Linked DNA regions of Sus scrofa: region 2 is linked to region 1. A link is a contact called in public Hi-C data. All regions are on one chromosome and are shown on one strand. The core of a region is the stretch at or near the end of the contact, and the rest is flanking DNA. Distances in the headings are between cores, read along the strand shown.

Region 1 (2,655 bases), core at 42-2,541:
GAGACGGAACATCTGATGCAATTGCCCAAGGCTTGGGAAGGGCAGATTCATCAGATTACCAGATCAGCCTTACCCAGTAAAGCCTTAAAGGACAGCAGGGATTCGACACAAAGCAACACCAACCTTCCCCCACACAGACGTGACCCAGCACGTCCAGCAGAGGCAGGAAAAGTCTATGAACCCTTCAGGACAGGACGTCTTGATTTGGAAGAACACGCCCAGGAAGCCTCGTAGGGCCAGGGGGCCACTCTCTGGCAACATTTCCCAGCTTTCATACAACCGCTTAGGATAAATTCTAGCAAGGCTTTCGAAAACTCTTTCTGGACCAGAATTACCAGCTGAAACTGGCCTCTTTCCAAGGTGCTAATTACCACAGTGACATTTAGGAAGAGCTCTCACCACAAAAGAGCCAGAAACTCGCTCCTAGGAAGTCGGGTAGTTGACTGACCCTAGTTCATGAGAGGATCAAGCCCCTTATAATTAAGGCTCTTATGGACAAGCCACAAAACCAACAGATAAGCAGCCTCTGGAGCAAAACTGCCCGGTACACAACCACTCAGATCATCCCACAGAGCACAGTGAGTCATTCCACAAGAGACGTTTTTAAAAAAGAAAAACGAAGAACCAATCTTGAAACGTTTAGATTTCATCTGCCTTTTTTTAAGAGAGCATTTATTTGGGGAAAGACCTCACGGGAAAATCCAAAATGTTACAACCAGACTCCGGGTACACACGGATGCCCCTTCTGGTTGAGCCCCAAAGCCATGCCCGGCTGCAACCCTGACCAGCTACCACGCAGTGCTCCTCCCTCACCCCAGAGGGAGCTGCCCTGGCTGCACGTGGAATAGGACTGTCTCCAATTTCAGGATCCAGTGGACTTCCGATCTGTAACCATCTCTCCCAGATCACAGGCAGCCCCTCAGGACAGGCGATCCAGCAGCCCCCTGCAACCTGGAGCCCCCGGTCAGCGCAGCGCCCAGGGTCCTGCGGGCACCGGAAACTGGCGGAGGCGGGGAATGCACAGGTAGAGGCGGAAACCACCCATCACACCAGGGGCGCGCACGCCACGCTGTCCTCCACGGGGGCGGGGAACGGCCGAACGACGGAAAGGAGGAAATTCGAAAAGAAAAAAAGCATTCCCGGGTGTTTAAATGCAGCCCAGGAGAGAATTCAGGACAAAATTTTAAAGTTCCCTCCTCTACAAGCAAACTTGAATGTCTGAGTTCTTGCGAGGGCATCCTGGACGCTCAGCGCGCAGCCACACATCCCTTGGATTCAGGAAAGGAGGCTGTGGGCATGCGCGGTGGTGCGGGCGTGCGTGGCCCTTCCTAGAGCCGCGCTAAGCACACATCTGGGGCTATTTAACAACTGATTGGAAATTTGGCCTTCTGATTTCCAGTTAAATACTGGGCACAGGAAAACAAATAGCACTTGTTTTTCACTGAGCCTTGTCAGGCATCCAAACTGCAGTGCAGACCAGAGAACTGCCTGTGGTTTGGTGGCAGGGGCCCAAAATATTTGGCCCTTTTTCTCCCCAAGTTTAAGTAAAAGGAACAGACCGACTTTGGCAACCTCAGCTGCTTCACCCACCCAGCCACCCCGCTCAGAAACACAAAACGAGGCTTTAAATATTAAGCTTGTTCCTGGTATTAATTTACATTTTTCATTAGGATTAAATTTTTATTTGTTTTTAATCCTAAGCCAAAAGCAGAGAGTTCAGTTTCTCTCATTTATTTCAGTGGCCCTGCCCTGGTATTTACTTGGATTTGCTGAAGAGGCAACATTCAGATTTGCCATTTTCTGTTTCCAATTAAACGGGGCTCTAATATCTAGCAGTTGTACTATCAAAGAACGAGAGTTTGGGAGGAACTCGAGAGACTGAGTGGTACCAGCACCTCGATTTAGAGATGAGGAAGCTGAGGCCTGGGGAGTTAAGTGACTTTGTCCTGTGACTGAAGCCTAACTAGTTAGGGGCAGAACCAAGACTAGTCCAGAGATTGAAGTATAACTACTTAGGGACAGAACCAAGGCTAGTCCAGTGATCGGAGTGTAACTAGCTAGGAGCAGAACCAAGACTAGTCCAGCAATGGGAGCATATCTACTTAGTGGCAGAGCCGAGACTAGTCCAGTGATTGAAATATAACTACTTAGTGGCAGAACCAACTAGTGCTTGGGCCTCCTGACACCCAGGCCAGAGTGTGAACTAGAAACAAAAATCTGAGCTTCCTCTGGGTGGAACTACCAGATAAGATATAGGACACTTAGTTAAATTTGAATTTTAGGTAAACACTGAATACGTTTTGAGTACAGATATGCCCCACATATTGGAAACTCGGCCTTGCAGGCCAGCATCTCCTTCAGCCCCCCACCTTCACTCCGACACACACATCTGCATAATTTCTTTCCTGATTTTACTGCTAAGTGGCTGAAAAACAGTAATCGCAGCACAGAAGTCCCAAGAGCGAATGAGGTTGGAAGAAGCTGTGGCTTACATCTTGAGATTTCCGCTAATCTTAAAAACACCTTTTTCCCTCACGAGCAGGCACAGCAACAAGCCTGACGTGAAAAGGCTGTCAGGGTCCCGGGATGACGCCTTTCTTGTTATTAGAAGCCAGGCATTAGGGCCTCAGCTTGCGAATTTCTGCTTGTCCCAGG
Region 2 (2,655 bases), core at 54-2,553, 180 kb before region 1:
GGGTTAATCCCTGGCCTCATTCAGTGGGTTTAGGACCCCACGTTGCCATGAGCTGTGGTGCAGGTCTCAGACATGGCTCGGGTCCTGTGTGGCTGTGGCTCTGATTCGACGCCTAGCCTGGGAATATCCATGTGCCGCAGATGGAGTCCTAAAAAGCAAAATAAAGTACTGGCCACTAAGGAGTATTTTCCTTCGGAGACTGATAAATTCTTTCTTCAGCAAATAGTAGGTAGTAGGATAGCAGACACTGACCCGAGTAACACATGAGAGATAAGATGTTTTTCATAGAAATGTGGCTCACAATCACGCTAACAGACTCTCAGAAAATTAACAGGAAAAAACTTAGCAGACATTCAGGTAAAGAGACAGTCTCTAAAAAAGTTGACTATTCAGGGCTGTTGTTTCAACCTTCCGTTAATGTTTTTGAGTAGAATTTGGTTGATAAGCAAGGGAAGGTAGGGCGAGCTAATGTTTTAAAAGCTATCCAGTGTTACAAATTAGTTCGCGGGGAATTTCAGTCCTGCTAGGGAGGGCTGCCTCTGTTTGGGGTGTTAGGGAGATAAAAATCAGCAGAGCGTCTTCGGGTCCTTCAGCCTTCTGAATACTATTTATAAGGGCAGATGGCTCCCTAAAAGAAATCAGCCCGAACAGTCCTTTCTAGGGGAAGATTGCGAAGGGAACTAGTTAATGCCATTTCCCGTTACAATGGAAGTTCCCGGAATATTCAGCTATGTTTCCTTGTCAGCTTTTTAAAATTCTTATTGCCCAGACGCTTGAGATAAAACTGTTAGGGTTGTTTTCATTTAATAAGGCTTGGACATTTAGAACTATTAATATAACAAGCTACAAGTATTGGTTTTCGAGACAGGCAGCAGCTCTCTAGCCTTTTTAATGAAACTTTTCCTTTTAAGGAGATGACGATGGTTCTCTTAATGACCTAAATAAAAATGTGGCTCAAGGGTGGTTATTCCAAAGAATTAAACCTAGTGAGTTTCAAAATCTGAACAAAAGTCATTAAGCAACATTATTAAATCTCCAGGTTTTGGCCTCAGCATTTTAGCAACAGAATGGTGTTACAGATGTCAGAATATTGATTGCATAAAATCTTGAAACCCACTAAACTTGTAGGCTTCGGTCTTAGTAATTTCTGCTGTTTGTGTAATTTCAGCCCCACGCGTCACCGAAAAGTTATTTATCTTAAGAAACTGTGGCCAAATTTGGCGGGGGATGCTGTCTGCCAGTGTCTACAGATGTCCTGTTTCCGCCCACATCTGTGCACGCTGTCTGTGCTCTCTAAAGAGCACTATCTAACACCAGGCAGAAACGGCAGTTCTCGCTTCAGTTTTTCCTGTGTCCTTAGAACCCATGTTACCACTCCCTAATTTTGTCAAATTGTGTGTGTGAACTGTCTCCCTCTCTTGAAAGGTGGATTTTATCACCCGTGTACGAGATAAGTAATCAGAAGTCATTAAAGCTGGGTCAAATTACTGTAAGGTTTTCAGCAAACTAACCGCAAAGGTCAGTGCTAAGGCTGGTATATAGTAAATAATGACATTTCAGATGCCGAAGGGCAGAGGCATGGTCTTCAGAACGCAGTCACCGGTTGGGCGAGAAAATTATAAAGATCAGAAAAGTGATTGCCAGAAAGTTTGAGCTCAATCAGACGGCTAATTTTATTTTTTTTCCTCAATAGAAGAAAGTGAACTAAGAGAATAGAATTTCCCTAACCCCTCTTTTGAGTACTTTAAAAAATTAACTATGTGAAAAATTCAAAAGGATGAGCAAAGAAGGCTTATTTGCAGAGTGTGTTCAATGCTTTTACCTGCCAGGAGGGATGATCACAAAGTGTCCTAATGGTTTGGGACTTGATGGAAACATTCAGCACGTGCAGAATGTGCCCTTTCAAGTTTAACACATGGGAGTCCCGTCGTGGCTCAGTGGTTAACGAATCTGACTGGGAACCATGAGGTTACAGGTTCGATCCCTGGCCTCACTCAGTAGGTTAAGGATCCGGTGTTGCTGTGAGCTGTGGCGTAGGTCGCAGACGCGGCTACAACTCCAATTTGACCCCTGGCTTGGGAATCTCCACATGCTGCGGGAGCAGCCCTAGACAAAAAAAAAGTTGAACGCATGGGAGTTCCTGTCTTGGCTCAGCAGAAGTGAACCCGACAAGTATCCATGAGGATGTGGGTTTAATCCCTGGCCTCGCTCAGTGGGTTGGGGATCCAGCTCTTGCCATGAGTGTGGCGTAGGTTGCAAACGCAGTTCGCATCTGGTGTTTCTGTGGCAGTGGCGTAGGCCGGCAGCTGCAGCTCCAATTCAACCCCTAGCCTGGGAACCTCCATATGCCCCAGGTGCAGCTCTAAAGAGCAATCATAATTAAAAACAATACATTTAACAGATGATGCTGTGTTAGTCCTTAGGCAGATTCCAGCTTGAACCCTGCTACGACAAATCTTTGAGGAAGACGACAGGTTTTGCACTAGAAAACTTAATCCTATCTTATGAAGGGAAGTGGAGAATAAATAGCTTCTAGATTCATCTCTAGTTCTCGATTTAGAGGAGGCCAAGGTCACTCACTCTAGTAGGGAACCAAGAAGATGAAGGGGATGGGCTTTTGACATCCTGAAATCAGAGGAGTCATAACAAAACTGC

What was found. Hi-C and Micro-C count contacts between places; a contact is called where the count stands out from the background.
Region 2: a contact with region 1 is called in a Hi-C map of retroperitoneal adipose tissue, with 1.7 times the contacts expected there. A contact is called at or near these places in 1 of 47 Hi-C or Micro-C datasets (retroperitoneal adipose tissue) and 2 of 2 datasets of targeted methods (alveolar macrophages and skeletal muscle).

The regions. Positions count from the first base shown.
Region 1 is chr4:125,246,312-125,248,966 of Sscrofa11.1, reverse strand. All of the region lies in intron 3 of TGFBR3 (transforming growth factor, beta receptor III), which reads right to left. Among named protein-coding and RNA genes, the nearest start is that of TGFBR3, 110 kb to the right of the region's middle.
Region 2 is chr4:125,429,804-125,432,458 of Sscrofa11.1, reverse strand. CDC7 (cell division cycle 7-related protein kinase) reads left to right here. Exons shown (of 12, transcript XM_013997381.2): 12 at 1-1,005. Among named protein-coding and RNA genes, the nearest start is that of CDC7, 28 kb to the left of the region's middle.